Linked DNA regions of Gossypium hirsutum: all the other regions are linked to region 2. A link is a contact called in public Hi-C data. All regions are on one chromosome and are shown on one strand. The core of a region is the stretch at or near the end of the contact, and the rest is flanking DNA. Distances in the headings are between cores, read along the strand shown.

Region 1 (3,621 bases), core at 731-3,230, 250 kb before region 2:
CATTTCAAAGTTGTCCCTCCTACTATATTACATAATATTATATCTTATAGTATATAATATATTAATAATTTATATATATGCATCAATGATTAAACATTATAATATTCAGTAATATTATTTCTTTTATTATATATAATAGAAGTACATTATATATTAATTATTAATTATTAATTATTATATTATTTGAAATATGTTCTAGGTCGCTATACTTTTCATAGATTTGAAAGTTAGCTCTGCTACTATGTCATGTAATACTATATCATATAGTATATAATATTATGTAATATAATAATAATTATATACTATAGATTTTAATAATTATTAATTTTATATATTTATTATACATATATAATCATAGTCGTAAAAATATTTTATATTAAACTAATATTTTTAATTTTTAACTTTATAATTTAACATAAAAATTACTATTAATTGCGGTTCCTATTAATAAAATTTTATTATAAATATGTCATGCATATGAATAAAATTTCATAAATAAAAAAATTATTATTTATTTTTTTAGTATTGAAATCTATATTAATTATTAATGTATATGGGTGTTTAATTATAAATTCGAGTTTTTCCGAACTTTGGGTTAAATTATTCTCAAGCTCAGGCCAAATTGGTCTCGAACTCGAATTCTTATAGACTCGGGTATTTCTTGAGCTCTGTTTTTGTTGGGCTAAGATTTTTTCAGGCTCGAGCTTTCTCAAACTCGGATTGACATGGACAGCCTTTCAAGTTCAAGCCTGTTTTACTAGCTCTTATTATGGATATATATTAGTAAGTCCAAAATGATACCACCCTTACTTGCTACTATTAAAGTAATGGTGTGGATTTCTTTTTACTATTATTCAATTACATAATCAATACCATGTGAAAATTCAATCAACCATGTTCAATCAATAACAAATATATGCGAACTAATGCTTACAACTATTTTTTTAAAAATGCGTCATCTCTTTATTGTCAATAATAAAAGGTATTATAAATTTGAATTTACTAATAATATTATAAAAATAGACTATCAAACTATGTTAAAAATAAAGTATATAAATTTACGGATAATATAAATTTTGGCCCTTGAACTTGGCAATTAGGTCTACTTAGGTACCTATATTTTTTTTGTCCACTTTGATCCTTGAACTTGGCAACTAGATCTATTTTTGTCCCTGAACTTGGGTTCTGTCAAGATTTGGTGATGTAACCAATGTTTCTAGAACATGATCAAAATAGACGAACCGAGAATTAAGCAATGCTCGAACAAAATGGTTGAACTGATTGATACGGAAACTGCTTGAAATTGGTAAAAATCAAAATCTAGGACAAAAATTGTCAATTGAACCAGTTTAATATATTTTTTTTGTTACTTTACGTTTTTATATTTTTATGAATTTTTAATTACTTATTTAATTTTTGTTGGTTTGTTGGTTGAATTAATCAAACTAGTTGAATTGGGAACCAATGGTCTGATTTGTGGTTGAATTGGGAACATGCTGAATTAGTTGTACCACATCATCATCTGAAAATTTATATAAAATTTATAAATTTTAAATTTTCATGTAATGATGTGGCACAATTTTAGAGTGCTACATCATCAAATTTTTATATTTTTCAAGTTTAGGGATCACAATGGATTTAACTGTTAAGTTCAAATGTCAAAGTGGATAAAGAAAGTATATCAATATAAACTAATTGCCAAATTTAAAGGAGAAAAATTATATTATCTCATAAATTTAATCCTAAATCATAACATAGAAAAGATCCTAAATTCATAATTAGAACGCACCTAAAATAAAAAACTAAGAACAAGCTCCGGTTCCGTGATGGAAAGACTAAAACCATGTCAGTTTATATAGCCATATGATCTTCGAAGCCCATGAAGACCTTTGATAAGTTGAACAGGCTAATTTGCATAGATACTTATTACATATAAAGCCCCAAATAATGTCTCCAACTGCCACCGCTTCACTTAAAAATGCAACTTCTATCAAGTGGATTTTGGTAGAGAGGGCTGAAAAAAGGTGGGTGTATTTAGATTGTCTCTCCCCAACATGATTGATTGGGCCATTTCATCGCTAAAGGCATCTAATTTGAATGAAATCAACAGTTTTGTCAATAATGTGTTTAAAATTTCTTATTGGACCTTTTATCAGAGTTTTAGCATGGGTTAGGCCTTTTGGGAGTTCTATTTTGTTGAAACTATGAGTCGTATAATGGGTATAGATTTACATGTATTTAAGTCTTTTTCTTTTTTCTTTTGAGATTCTGGCCCAACTAAGCTTTTGCGCGCCGCTAAATAAATATATAAAAGAAAATTTAATTGCATCATCCATCTCTAAATTATTATTTAATTTTTAAATTATACTAAATTTCATTGTCTCAATTGATTCATCAAATTATTAGTAGTTTAGACATTAAATGTTAACTTACATATGATATTGTACATATTTAAATGGATTAAATTTAAATATGTGTATACTTATCAGATGGACAACTTGAATTTAACGTGTTAAAACAAATTGTTCGTATAAATTTTATTTACGTCTTTTTTTCCTAATATGTTATTATTTATACAATATATACACACGTATTAAAAATTTGATCAACATATTTAAATATAGCCCACGTTAGATTCAAACTAACACTTAATATCCAACCTAATAACTTGTCCGAAGAACCTAACTAATATGAAACTAGAACTTTAAGCACTCAGCTAGAATGTAAAGCCATTTGGAGCAATTACCTCAAAATAAATTATGGAAACTAATTACTAAAAAAACTATGTGATTATAGAATTTGGTTGAAGCCAAAAAGTACATAATCATTATTTAATGGTAAATTAATTTATTTTAAAGATTAAAAACAAAGCTTAAAAAGCCTTAATAGTTGTATCCTTTTTGGGTTAGTTAAACAGTAGGAAGATGCATAAAGTTTTAGCCTTGTAGGTACTTTTTTGTTTTTTTTTGGAAGGTTGTAGGTACTTGCTTTTAGTTCCAATATGCTTTGCCCATCTTCTTACCTAAATTCTAAGCAAGTCTTTGCATGTGATAAAAGCAAACCAAAATGAACACGTTTGGTTGGACATCCATTTAAATTGATCAAATTTCATTGTAATCCTTCTACTACGTTGAAATTTCAGATTTAATCTCTTTAATCTGACATAATTTTATTTATCTATTTTTATAACGTTGCTAGTAAGTATACATTGAGAACATCGTTAGTTGTTACCGTTAAAGGGATTGTATGATTTAAAAAACAATTTTAAATAATTGACTAACATGTAAATTTATTATTACTTGAATTGGTATTGTCAAAATCGCTAGGCGGACTCAAGGCTATAAGACCCTTAAATAACCTAAGGTGCAAGGTGCAAAAAAATGCTCGCCTTAACATCACTAACTTTAATATGGTGGGAAGTGGTTTTGATGCATCTAGCTCCGTATGAGTGTCTTGGCGCCTAAACATCACTAACTTGAATATGGTTGTCTAAATTTTTACATAGCTTTGATTGTGTGACTGAATAACAGTAAAAAAAAATCACATCTCCACTCTAATGGAAGCATTTAATAATGTTATCAATTTGTGCATATTAAAAGTATGCTCAGTTATGTTATGATA
Region 2 (3,649 bases), core at 692-3,191:
AAACTTCACCATTTGATCAAATTGACCATTGGGTTAGCTTAATCAAGCTCCTAAGATGAAAAAAATCTATAAAAATCAAAGAAAAATGGCTACGGACTTAAATTAAAGACTAAAAGCTTCAAATACCCTAGCAATGGCGTTCTTCTTCTTTTTCACTTATGGTCGGTTGGAGAAGATGAAGTTATCTCTCCATCCACCAATTCTCATTTTTATAGTTAGATTAATGATTAATTAACTTTAACTAATCATGTTTTAGTTTTAATTAATCTTAATTTACTAAATTAATCTATAATCATCATTACCTTCAACCAGAGAATGTTTAAAAATGGTTTATTAACCATTTTGACCATTTTGATAATTGCAATTTAAGTCCCTAAGTCATTTCCTAATTGAAAATCTATAGCGATTGGACTTTTACAATTTACTTCCTTGACCTCAATTAAACACAATTTTGGCTAAATTTACTATCAAAATTTCTATTCATATGAATATCAACTTTGTAAATATCCCTATTTAATATTTACGGACTCGGTTTGATATTTACAGTCTCGAAACTGTATTTTTCAACATTGCTAGAAATCGAATCTTTATAATTCTTCCCCTTTAAGAAATTTCGTCTTTGAAATTTACTTGACAAGAGGTGAGGAGGTCAAATTCAAAGGGTAAAATATATATTAACACATAATACTATAATGTAAATATTAAAAATATATGTTAAATTATGCTTCCAAAATTTAATAAAAACATAATTATATAAAATTATTAAATATTAAATAAAAACTTCTATATAAACATTTTAATATATATATATATAAATGAACTTAAATGAGTTTAGATTAATCATTTATAGAGGTGTTCATGGGCCTAGTTGGACTGAGTTCAAGTTAAGCTTAAGTATAATATTAACTTACTTTGTGCTTATCAAAACTTGACCCAACTCTAAATATGAACCTAAATTATTACCTAAGCCCACTCATATTTATAGGTAGCTAACCCAAGTCCATTTTATACATTTTTTAAAAGGTAAATTATATTATTTTAAATTTAATATTTAATAGATTTATTTTTTTTAATTATAAAATTTTTTATATATAGTCAGCTTAATATTTTTTGATCTTTACATTATAGTATTACTTATTACTATAAAATTAATTTTTATATTTTATAAATTACATAATACATATAAAATTAACCCAATATAATATATTAAAGACTTGGATTAACGAGTTGGTCTGAGTCAAGATTGGGCTCAAACATTTAAGGCCCGAGCCTAACCCATATTTTAAATGAGTTTTTTTTGCTAAACTCATTTTTCGAACCTAGTAATTTTATCCAAATCCTCCTAAATTTTGAATGGACCTTTAGATTTGAGCAAATAGCTTGATCTTGAAACCAATCTAATCATTTATAAATAGAAGTGAATTTAAATAATGTTATTACCATACATTAATACAGCCCAACCTTATCCATCAACACATAATGGCCAAGTAAACAATCTAACAACAAAAAGTTCCAATTATGTCTTAACAAAATTGGTTACTATGTCATAAATTCTTGCACTCTCCGTAAATTTAGAAATTAGCTCATGTAATTTTATTTTTAAGAATTTAGTCTATTTTTTTTAGAATTCTAAATTCAAGCTCAACTGCTAACACTGTTAAAATTATTTTGTTAAGTTTATGTTCATTACAACATTATTTTTTTAGTTACATGGCTTCATAGTGGTTTTTTTTAATTGTGGTTTTTTTTTAATTTCAAAATATCACAATAACAAATTTAACAAAAAATATTAATAATATTAACAATTAGATTTGATTTTTGAAATCTAAAAAGTAAAAGGACTAAATTTCAAATTTATAAATAGGATAGGGAGCTATGGCATATTTTAACCAGCAAATTTCTCTCCAAGAGTAATTGGAGAATAAGAATTTGGGTTGAATCATGAAACTACAATCCATTAATTTTTCCTACATAATAATAATAAAAAGCCCAAATCCAACCCTAAAATGGAACCCTAAGAACCCATATTCAGAAAATCAACATATATATTTCTTAGATTCATAAACCTAATTTTCCTCAAAAACTTTTCCCTCAATCCCCGCACAGTTCTAGGGTTCTTGTTAGCAGCTGCGACAGAAGAAATGGTATTATAAATTATTATTGTGTATTAATTCTCCCTTTTTTTGGTCATGTTAATGAAGGATCTAAAATTCACTCTAAATTTTGAATATTTTTTAGGGAAAAGGAACTGGAAGCTTTGGAAAGCGAAGGAATAAGACCCACACACTTTGCGTTCGATGTGGACGCCGTAGCTTCCATCTCCAGAAGAGCCGTTGCGGTGCTTGTGGCTACCCTGCCAGCCGCATCCGAAAATGTATGTTTTCTTTTGCATGTTGAATTGAATCATTTTATATTTTAATAATTTCTGGATTGTAGTTTGTTTAGGTGACCTTAGAGAAGGTTCTTAAAAAAATTGAAGAATTCACGAGAATCGATCATCCCATTAAATTTATGGTTTATCTGTATTCTTGATTTTTATTTTAACAGAATGCAAACTGTTGGCATTTTTCTATATTCATTCTCTCAGGCTTTGGTTGATTAGGTAGAAAGTTGGAAAAATGAAGTAGGAGAAAAAAGGAAGATAAAAAATTCATTGGTGTTATACCTGAACCTGAAAACCAACTTGAACAACTAAAATTCAAATCCAATTTGACCAAAGTCAACAACCGGAACTCGAATTGACCAGAATTTGAAGTGACTAGAACTTAAAATATTCAAACCTGTAATGGCTGGACCACTGGAAACCCAAGCCCATACCCATACCCTGAAATGATCCAAATCTGAAATGACCCAAACTTAAAATTGGCATGGCCTGAAATGAACCAAAAGTTGTAAAACCCGAGTTGACCTGATTCAGAATGATCTGATGACACATTCTGCCCAATTGATAGGTCTAATTGGTGTGCTTGATTGGAAAGATGCAATAATGGTAAGGAAAATTTCTTTTCCATCAATTGCATGAAAGAAAAGAAAATGAAAATTTCAAAGAAAATGCAGTGCTGTTAATATGCACACTTAACTTATATCTCTTATTTTCTCTGTTCTTATCATTTCAAGTTGGAATGATATTTTTTATGCATGGGATGAAAATGGTCACTTTTCATATTTTTTCATCTCATTTTCTGTTCTTATTGAGCACACTTAAAATTGATTCTCCTTGCAGTTTTTCAGTCTAAGACTCACATCCTTTATCTTTCATATCGTGGTTCTAGTATAAGTTTTGGGTAAAAATTACAATGTCAAGCAATCTTTTTATGTAATTGTTGTTGAAGATAGCATCCTGGATTTGTTGCTGATATATTTGTTTCAGTCAATTTTGTTTGCTGAACTATGGAACTTTAATTAATGGTAATATAAGCTTGGTGGAGTTATTTGTTGAATTGGCTTTGTGTTTCTGGGTTTAGATAACTGGAGTGTGAAGGCTATTAGAAGAAAGACGACTGGGACAGGCCGCATGAGGTACCTCCGTCATGTGCCCCGAAGGTTCAAAACTGAATTTAGAGAAGGTACTTTTGAGTTTCCTGATTGAATCAAACGAAAACGTGTTTGTTGAATAATATATATAGTGATGTATTATTGTTGAATTTGT
Region 3 (3,574 bases), core at 335-2,834, 160 kb before region 2:
ATTTTTTATAATTACATGACAAAAAATGCTAATAATTGAATCACTATTAATATAATTTACCTTAATTTTTATTATATTATGTTTGTATCGTATAATAATGTTGCGTTTAAAATTATGGAATCTAAAGAATTAATTATTTTGCGTCAAGTGTTATATAATGATTGAAGTTATTATTTTCTAAATCATTTTAAATTTTACCTTTTATCTTTCGAATTTATTATGCAACATAATTTAAAATCCGATAAAATAAGTATATATTAACAACTTTTTAATCTCAGCTGGTATTGTTTTCTACGGTCTATTCTATCTTATTTCTTCTCCCTATACATGCATGCATATGTGTATTTGTGTGAAATTATTTTATGATCCCTTCTTATCATATTATTTATGGTCTCTTTTTAATTATTTAATAACATTTCAGTAATTTTTTCATATTATTGACACATAATTTTGATAATTTTTTTACCATGATCCTAAACCTTGAATCCCAAATCCTGAACTTGAATCTTAACTGGTCCAGGTTCAAGGTAAAAAAATTACTAAAATTATGTGTCAATAAAATAGATTAAATTATTGAAATATAATTAAATAATTAGAAAGGGATCGTGGATGATGTGGTGGGAAGGGTCCATAAAATAAATTCTCTTATATACACTTTAAACTTGTGGGCTCTTTAGCTTTGCCCGCTAAAAAGGATTAAATTAAAGAATAAATTTCAAGACAGACTAAAAAAGTAATTATATCATTTATTTTATGAGTGTTACATGTACTAGTAAGATAAAAATATAATTACATTCAGAGTATTTAAGTTGGAACTTTGAAGTTGAAATTGTTGAGAAGATTAATCACAAATTTTGAAATAATTAATCTATTTAATTCACAGAATGAAAATATAAAAGAATACCTTCACTTAAAAAAAAAAAGACAAATATATTATTTAACGAAAGGGTGTAAAAAAAAATCAATACCTTATATTATAGGATAAGAAAGAGTAAAGCAGCTTAGAAAATTGCCATATGTTTTTATAGTGTATTGCAAAAAAGATAATTATTTGTGTTTTAGACTATTAACGGTGGGTCAAGTTTTATATTTAATTATATGGTATATGAAATAATTCCTTTTTTTTAATATATTGTAAAAAAAAATGTGAATTTGATAAGCTACTTTACGTAGTTTTTTAATTCTTGTCCTATAATATAAAGTAGTAATTTGTTGTAGCATGCTGCCAAACTTTATTTTTGGATAATTTAATCAAACGACATGATGGATGGTATTTTCTTAATTGTGAGGATGTCAACAATTTTTCAATTTATATACACATACTTCTACTTTTACGTTTGGGGAATAAACAGAAATTCAATCAATTCATCATTTTCTATAATAAACTCAAATACTTCAAAATTATTTAAACCTCATTTTTTTTGTAAAAGAACACAATTCAGATGTTGGGGAAAAGGGTGAACAAAACAAGATTGAAAATATTCACGAGATGCTGCTCACCAAATTATTAGGCCATTTAACACTCTAATTTATGCTTGGTTCAATTATATATATATACACAATTCGTGATTTTCTTTTTAATTTTATAATTGGTGTATTTATTGTTTGGATTTTGTCCTATTTTTGTATTCCACCAAAAAAAAATAATTATTATGAGAAATTATTTGCTATATTGTCAGTGGAGTTTTAGATTCCACAAGTAGTATCAGGGGATTCATAAGTGTTTTTATAGCAAAATATTAAAAAAAAATACATGTATCAAAATTTAAAGATTACTTGCAGAATAAAAATTATACACTGTCCATGTATCAAATACTCATCTAAAAGTTATTATGTATTCTTAATTTATATTTAACAAATATAAATAAATGAAACATATAATAATTTCTTAATTTTATTTATAGAAATAGAATTAAAAAGTTAGTATATCATGTATTAATCATATATAACGTCAAGGACCCCATACATTTGTCCTCAGTCCCCCACCCCCTAATTGGCTCACAAAATTTCACAAGCATCTTTCAAGATTAAGACATTTTATAAAGTGGTCTTAACTCAATCACCGATTCTTTTTAAGCATATCCATGTTCCATAAATAATTTGAATCTAATTATATTTCGGTCAACATTTTGAACAAAGTGAATTGAAGTTTTTATATACTACAAGTGTATAGGATCGTATTATGTTTTCAAAGCGTATTCAGTGTTTATTGATAGTATAAAATTAAATTTTTACTTTTATTATTCCAAGTTAGGATTTTTTTTCCTAATGAAACCGTCTTCATTTAATATTAAAATTTATACACACCATACCAGAATTGTTTCCAAACCCCAGTCCCACATTTGCATGATGTAATGCGGACCCCACAGAACGCGTATGGGGTCGATGCCTCTACTCTCCGTACACAAAGCTGTTTGACATTTTGTAAGGAGAGCCTCCTGATTCCCGATATCAACCTTTTCACCCTTTGCAATTCAACTTCAAATATTTAGATTTTAATTTCTATTTTTTATTTTCAATAATTTAGATTTTAAATTTCAATCTATTTTTTAACACTATTTATTTTTCATTAAATTTATTAGTGTGATATTTTGAAATTAAAAAACATCACTTAGTAATCATGTAATTAAAAAATGATGTTGTAAAGAACGTGAATATAACAAAATAAATTTAGTAATATTAATAATTAGACTTGAATTTGAAATCTAAAAAATAAAGGGACCAAATTCTAAAAAATAAAGGGACCAAATCAATGAAGAGTTCAAAGACTTATGACATATTGAACCATTGAAAATTTGTTATGCATCTTCAATTGATATTTAAATAAATAAATAAAATACATGATGATCTTTTAATTCCATTTAACAGTTCAAATCTATATTCAAAAAGCATGAAATTTCTAAATTCGGCTTATTCAATTATTTTTATAGATTCTCCTTTTTTTTTTGCCACTAGTCCCAATCAAATTCATCGTAAAACTCATATTAATCAACTTTCTAGAGGTCCCATTTGATTTCAAATGCTCGTAGCATCGGGATAGATAAACCCTAATTTATTATATTTTCTCCACCAATAACGTTTATCCCTTTAGCTCGTTCTAAAAAAATAGAATTTCACATAATAAATTTTTGATATTCAACCATTTCTATTAAAAAATAATCACAAAAATCTAAACATTTACCTATCCAGCAATAAGGTAGATCAACCACCACTTCTTCGATACAAGAATAATTATGTATCATTACTATAATCTACGTTTTACTTTATAATAATTCTTTTGAAGAGTAAGAATAAAAATAATATATATTCAAGAGTTAATTAATTATTCACATCATAATATTAATCAATATTTTAATAAATTAATTATCACACTATATAATAAGCCCTAGAATTTATTTACTTCTATATAAAATCTATTTATATTTTTACATCTATTTAGTAATAACATAAATATTTAATTATTTAAAATTCAACGTTTATATTACATATAAATAATGTGAAATATATACTCAAATTAATTAAATATAAAATTCAGAAAAGAATATGAAAATGTCAAAATATGTTGTCAAATTTG

The links. A called contact is a pair of places that touch in the nucleus more often than the background predicts.
Region 1: a contact with region 2 is called in a Hi-C map of leaf, with 2.3 times the contacts expected there. The contact joins the enhancer-like site here to the promoter of LOC107901560 in region 2. A contact is called at or near these places in 10 of 34 Hi-C or Micro-C datasets (callus, hypocotyl, leaf and 1 more).
Region 3: a Hi-C map of leaf shows a contact between it and region 2, with 2.0 times the contacts expected there. The contact joins the enhancer-like site here to the promoter of LOC107901560 in region 2. A contact is called at or near these places in 2 of 34 Hi-C or Micro-C datasets (leaf and petal).

The regions. Positions count from the first base shown.
Region 1 is chrD06:21,491,426-21,495,046 of Gossypium_hirsutum_v2.1, forward strand. No RefSeq gene overlaps it. Among protein-coding and RNA genes, the nearest start is that of LOC107901557, 76 kb to the left of the region's middle. Within about 2 kb of position 1,981, at least 3 of the 9 cell types and tissues checked have an H3K27ac peak or open chromatin away from gene starts, as enhancers often do. A contact at or near this core is called in hypocotyl and leaf, where this site is marked.
Region 2 is chrD06:21,744,848-21,748,496 of Gossypium_hirsutum_v2.1, forward strand. It overlaps LOC107901560 (60S ribosomal protein L37-1), which reads left to right and starts at 1,942. Exons shown (of 4, transcript XM_016827616.2): 1 at 1,942-2,144; 2 at 2,239-2,374; 3 at 3,465-3,566. The coding sequence starts at 2,142.
Region 3 is chrD06:21,584,302-21,587,875 of Gossypium_hirsutum_v2.1, forward strand. No RefSeq gene overlaps it. Among protein-coding and RNA genes, the nearest start is that of LOC121218309, 83 kb to the right of the region's middle. Within about 2 kb of position 1,585, at least 4 of the 9 cell types and tissues checked have an H3K27ac peak or open chromatin away from gene starts, as enhancers often do. A contact at or near this core is called in leaf, where this site is marked.